Regions from separate parts of the Xenopus tropicalis genome. Here region 2 is linked to region 1. Evidence: chromatin contacts called from public Hi-C data. All regions are on one chromosome and are shown on one strand. Each heading gives the region's core, a stretch centred on a gene start, on an enhancer-like site or on the middle of the called end of the contact. The rest is flanking DNA. Distances are from core to core; before and after follow the strand shown.

What was found. Hi-C and Micro-C count contacts between places; a contact is called where the count stands out from the background.
Region 2: a contact with region 1 is called in a Hi-C map of gastrula embryo, with 2.0 times the contacts expected there. The contact joins the enhancer-like site here to the promoter of mmp17 in region 1. A contact is called at or near these places in 3 of 5 Hi-C or Micro-C datasets (gastrula embryo, neurula embryo and tailbud embryo).

Annotation. Positions count from the first base shown.
Region 1 is chr1:156,757,085-156,761,209 of UCB_Xtro_10.0, forward strand. It overlaps mmp17 (matrix metallopeptidase 17), which reads right to left and starts at 1,780. Exons shown (of 10, transcript NM_001102999.1): 1 at 1,294-1,780. The coding sequence starts at 1,419.
Region 2 is chr1:156,986,236-156,990,360 of UCB_Xtro_10.0, forward strand. No RefSeq gene overlaps it. Among named protein-coding and RNA genes, the nearest start is that of sfswap, 97 kb to the left of the region's middle. Within about 2 kb of position 1,691, at least 2 of the 11 cell types and tissues checked have an H3K27ac peak or open chromatin away from gene starts, as enhancers often do. A contact at or near this core is called in gastrula embryo and neurula embryo, where this site is marked.

The DNA.
Region 1 (4,125 bases), core at 530-3,029:
GCAGAGTAGCAACGAGCTTTTCAGCACCAAAATGCACCTCCTGTTGGCTTTCCAACTTATTCTACAGGAAGAAACGGAGCAGAGAGCGGTTTGGAAAGAACATGGTATAGCTCTAGCAGCCTTTTCGCACTTTACAGTATAATAAAGCCATTATGAGAATGATGAGCATAGAAGCAATCCTTACTGAAGATACTTTGGCTTTTAAGTGTCAAAACACAAGTCGTGAATAAATCAGCCTCAGGCATTTGCTAGAGATTAATTACAAGCTAATAACATAGGGCAACAGGGCAAGCTGGTGTCAACTCTGGCTTGGTGATCCTATACATACCAATGAATCCATCGTCCCCCCCTCCTCCCCAGAGAACTGTCTTATTTATAAAGCAAACCCTAGAACCCTAATTACAAAATAGTGCAGTTGACTGATAAAGAAAAACAAATAAAAGCAAACATTTTTTAATTAGTTTGATTGTTAAAGATCTTAAACCTGTTGACATTCAACCACTAGACAGACTCCTTACATAACCAGTACAGCAGGCTGTATAAAGATAATATATTTCTGTATATTTTACTATGGCTTGCCGAGTCTCTGATTGTTTTAACTATCCAGATACCAAACACCTCCCAAAATGGAGCCCACTTTTGGAGCTGTGACATGTCCATTTCTGAATCCCTCACTGCCCCTTCCCATAATGACTAATTATTTCATCAAAACATGTAAATATGAGCCTAACTCGGCTATTCTTCATTAAAACATCTCTTTACCTACCTATTTGCCTGTTAGAGTCTGACACTAAGAAGCACAGCCGGCTGGGTTCTACAGCCAGTGCCTTGCATTCTATTCATTTTAGAATGTAGGCTAAAGATGTGTAAAATAAACACACCTTGCAATAACCTAGAAATCACTATTTTTCTGAGGTTTTATTTATCCCCAACCCTTTTTAATTCAGATCCTCTGGCTGCACAATAGAAGTGGACTGCTCAGCCCTCTCACTCCTTAGCAGCAACACAGTTACGCACAAAAAAACGAGATTCCGTCTCACCCAGAGGAGGTGGCTCCAGTTACACTAAAAGTTCAGTATTTTAATTACACTCATCTTCAGCACCTACTGGGTTAATATCTGCAATCTATATAGGCAGCACAATGAGCCTAAACCCCACCATTCATATATGATGTATGAAATGAATACTGATCATTCTCTAGAAACACAGAAAAGGGTGAGTGCTATGCAATCCCTTCCTCATACAGACACATCCTGGTTATATTTGAGAACAACTGCCCAGTTGGCCACTTACAACTCCCCGATTTATATCCTCAGCTGTAGGGGTTGGAGCTGCCATGGATTCCCGTAAAGCAATCAAAAGGCCGATCAGAAACATCTCCTGGTGCCAAAAACTCTCTTTGGAGGGGATCAACAGCATCCCTTGTCTTCCTCCTCAGCCCTGGGTAGATGAAGGCGACATTCATGTGTACACCCAAGCCCTCTTCTTCACATCTCCTCTGCAGCATCAGCACAATTCCACATGTCGGACCCTGCTGCAAGAATATCTGCATGCCATCACATCACATCCCATAACCTCTGCCAACATCCAAGGAAGTTTGAAGAATTCAGCACAACAGGTCAAGGTACCATCGAACTGTCAGCACCAAGGGCAGCTCCTCAGATCACATGGGAAGCACGGTAACAGGCACAGGGGAAAGCAGCCCGATGCTTCAAGGGATCTGGGGTTAAGATGTGACCTGCGCAGCCAGCAGTGGCAGCCAGCTGGAAGTTCAAAGACAGGACAGACTGAGCGCTCTGCAGCTTCTGTTGCTTGAAAAGAGTCTCTGCCGAGAGGTGCAGATGAGAGAATGGCGAGGGAGGTGCAGGGGGAGGGAAGGGAAACTCAGCAGCCTATGGGTGCCAGGGCCCTGCCATTGGGAGCGGCTTGTGAGACGGAGGGTAGGGCTGCTGGTGGATCTAATTATTATTTTGTGCAGATTCAAAGCACAAAGCTGATGAGCTGCTGCATCTCATCTGAGCGATAGAGGGCTGGGTTGAGCCTTGCAAGGAGGATTTCTTTCTTCTTATCGGAACTATAGTGTCTGGGCGCAGAATGACTGGCTCCTAAGTGGCTTGCAGCATGGCAGCAGCAGATCCCTAGTGTTCTGCATTGGGCCGCACACTCTCTCCTGCCAACCTGCCTAATGCCAACCTGCCCAATGCCAACCAGCATTGACACTGACTTACAGAATTAGCAGCAATATTCTCTGAACTGAGACAAGAACACTGCCAGCCCTCCTGCAGTTGTTGAAGTGCAGGTTCCAGGAGATACTGGGGATGAGCTTAGGAACTGCCTGGGAAAGTAGGGGCTTATGCTGTAAAGGACATAGCCTGGCACCCCCTGTAAAGACATGTATGCAAAGGCATACATAATGGCTCATTTAAAAAGTGATATCAAGGTCTAAAGGGCTATCATTTTTGCAGCTTGCTACCTCTGAGTTGCACCTGGGTGCTAGTGGTTGTGCTTCAAGACTGGCATAAAGACTTGTGTTTCTTTCATGTTGCTTGTGCCTTTCCAGTCTGTGTACAGCAAGAGTAGCCCATGGGTGGCACCCCTTGCACATCATTCAGACTAAGCAAGATATCGCAATGGGAACAAGGCAGTAGGCACAATAGAACTCTGTCATGGCTCCTTGGCACTGCTCTTTGCATCTTGCACCCAGTTTTCTCTCTAGCATAGTAGTGCTTACTATTAAGTACTGCAGATTTGTGTCCCCCAGCCCTGAATGAGCCCATTCCATTTGTATCTGGGGGCTGTAGGTGCAGACTTGAGCCTAGGGGGCATCACATTATCTGTAAATTATTTGTATAATTTTTTATGCCAGCTGCCGTTATAGTGCAGTTCCCTGTAGCCACTGACAGCCCTTAGCAGTGCTGGGAGTTGTAGTTTCTCCAAACCTGAAGGCTGATGTCTGCTCAGAAGTGATGATGCCTGTAAGAAAAGAATTCATGCTAATTTCATAATTGCCTTCTGCACCTTGAAGTCTTGTTTCCATTAAGTTAAAACAGTAATACACTTATTAAATGTGTCTAAAATCCTATTGTAACTAACTGTATTTATATCCTCATCAATTCTTTTTTCAGCCTCTCATTTCCACCTTTCATAGAAATACAATTCCCGACATTCCTTGACAACTATATTGTGAGTAAGCTGATGGAGATGAGGTTAACACATAGCTCTCCAGGAATTACAAATGGGCATCCCTGATGTACAGGTACATACTAAAAAATATCATATATTATTGGCCACATATTATAGTGTATTACTGTGTTTTCTCTTTATACAAACTGTTATACAATAAAGTAAAATGGACCTATATTTCTCCACCCTCAGGAGCCTCTTGGATACATTGGGAGCCCAAAGCAAATGCCTTTTCTGCTCTATCTTAAAATTGGCTTTGTTAGTGTGACAACGCAGAACTATACGGATCTGTCTTGTGTCCAAAGTCTGCACAATTGTAGACGAGCTTTCCAAATATTTTATCATCCTTTGGGTCACTTCTGGCTTAGGAGAAGGGTTTTTCCAGCCAAACCTACCTTTGTAATATTCATTATCATGGGCTGACACACTGAGTTGTAGAAAGAAAATGTATTATTGGCATTCTGTCCCCTTCATTTGAATAAATATACACATTACTTAAGCACTATAGAATTATTTAGATAAAACTGCATGCAAATGCAGGAGAGAGATATATCCATGCTTATTCCACTTTATGCAACCGTAAAATTCCTGAAATGTTTATTTTTTCATTTTTATGGCTGTAATCATTCCAAAGCTTACAATCTAGTGGAACTAGGATGTCTCGTGAACTTGGAGGATTTGTGTGGCAGCTTTTGCAAATAGCACTTTTAAGTGGGTTGTTGAAGGGAAACTAAACCCAGATTTTAAAATCAATACTAATTTGCAGGGCCTATTTACTAACATTCATCTTTTCTGTTGCTATGGGTTCCTGCAAATGGGCAAATCTTGTGCCTTTTATTACAGATAGGGGAAGGACTTGGGTGTACTTGCCCAAACAGAAGTAAATCACCGCTGTGCTATTATGGGCAGTTTGGAAGTGAGTCTGACAGTTAAAAGACTAAT
Region 2 (4,125 bases), core at 441-2,940, 230 kb after region 1:
TATAAATTGCTTGTGGTGTTAGAGACCTCAGTAAGTCATTAGCTTGGTTCCCATAGAGTTCATGTTATTCATTGGGATGAAAGTTTCAATTCCTTTCTGTTTTACAGATTCCTTCATGTTGATATCTATTTGACCTGCTTTCCTTAGTGTCATAATAACACTTTCAATCAACTAAAAGAAGCAAAACAAAATTGGCAACAAGTTACGCAAAACATTTTTCAAAACATCTCTAATTTCACCAAACACTGTATTTGAAAAATATTTTGCTGTATCATTGTGAAGATCTTCATTGACTTCACCCCAATGAAATGCTTGCATTGCTGTTGCTCAGAGATTTAGACCAGTGCTTAAGAGAATGTAGCTGCTTGCTCTTCCTATGTACGCCAACACTTTTTAAATATATATATTTATCCAGATATTCCAGATGTTATGATGTTTCTTGATTTTATTGCTGGCAAGAACTAACATACACTCATATCTAGCATGTTCATGAGTTGTGCAGATTAGTTCAGCCGTAGTGGGTATGGTCAAGTTTTTCCATTTTCTTGCTATTAAAAACCTGAAAGCCGTTAATGTATGTAAGATGATTCCTCTCTATTTTGGGTGTTCATCTGCAAAACCAACATTAAGTAAGGCTAATTGCATAGTAAGATTGAGGGTTAGTCCTGTAACTAATTAATAAAGATAGTGAACTCAAAAAGGATTGTAAATATGGCAGCTCTTTTTAGGCCTATAATACCATAAATAGGAAAAGGTTCATAAAAGGTTCTTACATCTAGAATAGTTATGGGCCATATTGACATTTTAAATATTAATAAGCTTTGAATACGTTACAATGTAAATAAAGTCATATAATTTGGGGTATTATTGTAATAAAATTCTCAAGTGTGCCCACGTAATAGCAACCACTAAGAAGTCTGTTTTCAAATAGCTCACCAGAAAATGCTATAGGCTACTAGACAAGTGGCAAACTTAAGTTCATACAGTTATAAATCCTTCACCTCATTTATCTCTTAATTGGCCTGTTGTAATGTGTTTTGCCTGATTTACTTATAAACTTATAGCTCAAATAAAATCTATTTAAATTAATTGAAATAATACAAGAAGTGAATAGCCCACCCCATTACCCTTTATTTCGGAAAGCAGTTAACAATGTTCAGAATCTACTAGATTCTGTCCATGGTGGGAGATGATAATAGGCTGACAAATGATAATAAATAGGCTGCAATGATAATAAAAAGCAATAAGTAACGACTCAATAATATGCAACTGAAGGTTATTGGGCAATGTTCACATTGCAGCATTGTTCATTCACACATTGCAAAGGCAAGTACAATATGTTAACTTATCTCAACTGAACTGCCAGTGGAGATACACACCTATTCAATGCTCAATGGGGGTTTTAAGAAGCATGGATGTTTATGGCTTATTTGCTGGGTGCAAAAAAATTGATCTAAAGTTTTGTTCTTGCAGTACACCTTGTTTTCTATAGAAAATGTATCTATATCTATGCTATGAATTCCCAGGACACAAAGATTTGGACCAGAAAGCAAATGGTGCTCAGGCTAGTGCAAGTTGCAACATGCATGTAATACATGGTATATAGGTGTTAAATGGTAAGCAGTGGTTGCAACTGCACTGGGGCCCAGTCCCTAGTGCAAACATAGGGCCTTGGTGGGAATTTTACCTTGGGGCATTTAAGCCTTTATGCCACTGTCCGTCCCCTTGCTTATTCCCTCTCCCCCTAAGCAACCTAACTTCCTGCCTGTCTGCATTCTGGGCCCAGTTAAACCTGCTTCCCTGAGGGCTGGAGGATTATGCTTTATCCAAAGAAAACATAGAGTAGCAAAGCATAAGTAAGAAATAAAAATGAGGAAATAAATACAGTTTATGGAAACTGGCAGCAAAATAGATTTTATTTTTAAACTGTTGCTACAGAGCTTAAAACCAATGTGTCAGATTTTCCTTATTTTAAGAACTTGATTTCTCTGACTGAAAGTCACTCAGTGGTAAATATTCCCTATAACTGGTCAGGAGTCAGGGGTTGCAGCTCTAGGTCACTATAATGCAGATTCATTTGCCAAAAACAGTAGGAATGAGATTTCATAGCAAATCGACTGTAATACTCCACTATGGGCAGTGAAAGACATCAGAGAATTTTAACTCACTGATCAATGATTTTAGCTGACCTATAAAAAACTCACACATTCTATGACAAATAATAACAGTTATTTGAAAAGCATTCTCCCTACAGTGAAATGTTAGGTATTGTTGATATGTAAATGAGAATGTGCAGAGCATTACATTTTTCACTCCTATTCACCTTAGCAGAAATGCTTTATAAGTAATGTCTTCTTTATAGCACAGCTTGACATAACTGATCATAGCCAGAATATCAATCTACACTGAGCAATAGTTATATTTTTGGTATGACAGTGTTATTTACTAATGGAATGTTTTCTAAACGACAATATAAAAGGACAAAGGGGTCTATGCAAAAGAATTTCAATTATGAGTTTGTCAAACAATAGAGTAATTCGGGGATTTTTAATATACTTGTTGCTTTGAAGCTTCATTGGATATATGATTTAACTGTCTGGACAGACAACAGATTTTGTATTTACTCAATGCTGTATATTTGAATGTGTTGCACAGTGGTTAGTATGGAGGTTGTATTTTTGCATGTGGCTCCTCTAGGTTTTCCATTGGCTTTTGCCCACAACAAAAAATCATATCTGTTGGCCAGTTTACTCCTGTCTGCCATAGAGAGGTTCCAGTGAGAAGGATTTATGTAAATGGCTACTTCATTCTCAGCACTATTTATAACTGTAAAGGTTAATATTAATGGACAGGAATAGGCAATGTAAATTGCTCAGATATGGCATAATTTCCACCATTTTCTTAGCAGATCAACTCATTAGGGAATACTGGCAGTTATCGTTCTCTACAATGTCGATTGTTGCTTATTACTGCTTTAACTCATAGGATATACTTGTCTTAGAATTCTGAACCACACTGATCAAAGGCGAGGTGCGTGTTCCAAATGGATAATGCCATATATAAATGATTTATTTTACGGTACGGCTGAGAGATAATAAAGTATTCAGTACAAGAGAATTTTGTTCCAACTCACCCTTTTAATGATTGAAACAAGTAGATTTCAAATATTGTAAGTTGCGAAAAGGATGATGGAGCATGCACCAAATGCATCAATTTTGTACCTCTTTAGAAATGAACTACAGTTAGTTAACTACTTTTTCTACCTTAGGCTTCCTGTGCCCAACGGCTTTCTGTGCATATCACCTTATTTTTCTATAGAGGTGCTTTGGGCAAAATGATAGAAGAGATACAGTAGTTATTGGTAGCTTCTTTCCTTTCCTAGGTACTGAAATCATTTGGTCAGTAGCAGTCACATTTCCTAAAGGCTACTCCTTCAGTATTCATTTCAGAATTAAAGACCTGCTGCTGCAATTTTACTACAGTGCTTAGGTAGAGTTTCAAGTTTCAAGTTTATTGTAGAAGCTATTATTTTATGCCATCTCAGCCCTGGCTAAACCAACTGAAGTTAATTGAACAAGTTCAGGCAACAGAATTTTAGTGCTTAAGCTGGGTTTACTGCAGTTGTTTTTTTAAACTAACACCATATATCAAAGTCTATTATTCACCTTTATAAGTATGGTGGAATCTTACACAGAAAACCATAGCATTCAAGTGGCCATGTGTACAGTAGTGTATGTTGTGGACTAAACAACAGCAGTATCTGGAGCATTGCTAATTGGAAAGACTGAAAACATTTACTATGTGCTGGGCAGGGTACAAAGTACAGAAAATATGTGCAATCTGAAATGTTATTTGCACTCAGCATTATACCTGTAGATGAATATGCCCATTGTAGCGATTCCCTGCAGTACTTATGGAAAGTTGGAATGATAATGCACACATGTAAGTTAGGCTTCCAAGCTCTAAGGCCTAGTTTATAAAATGTTTAAAAGATCTGTTTTTAACAAATCTAATAATGCAAATCAATTACAAAAGAGAAGATGTGTGTTCTTCCCTTCATAATGTTAATTATAAGTGTAACTTATAAACATAAATATGTAATATTGACATAGATATACAAGTACC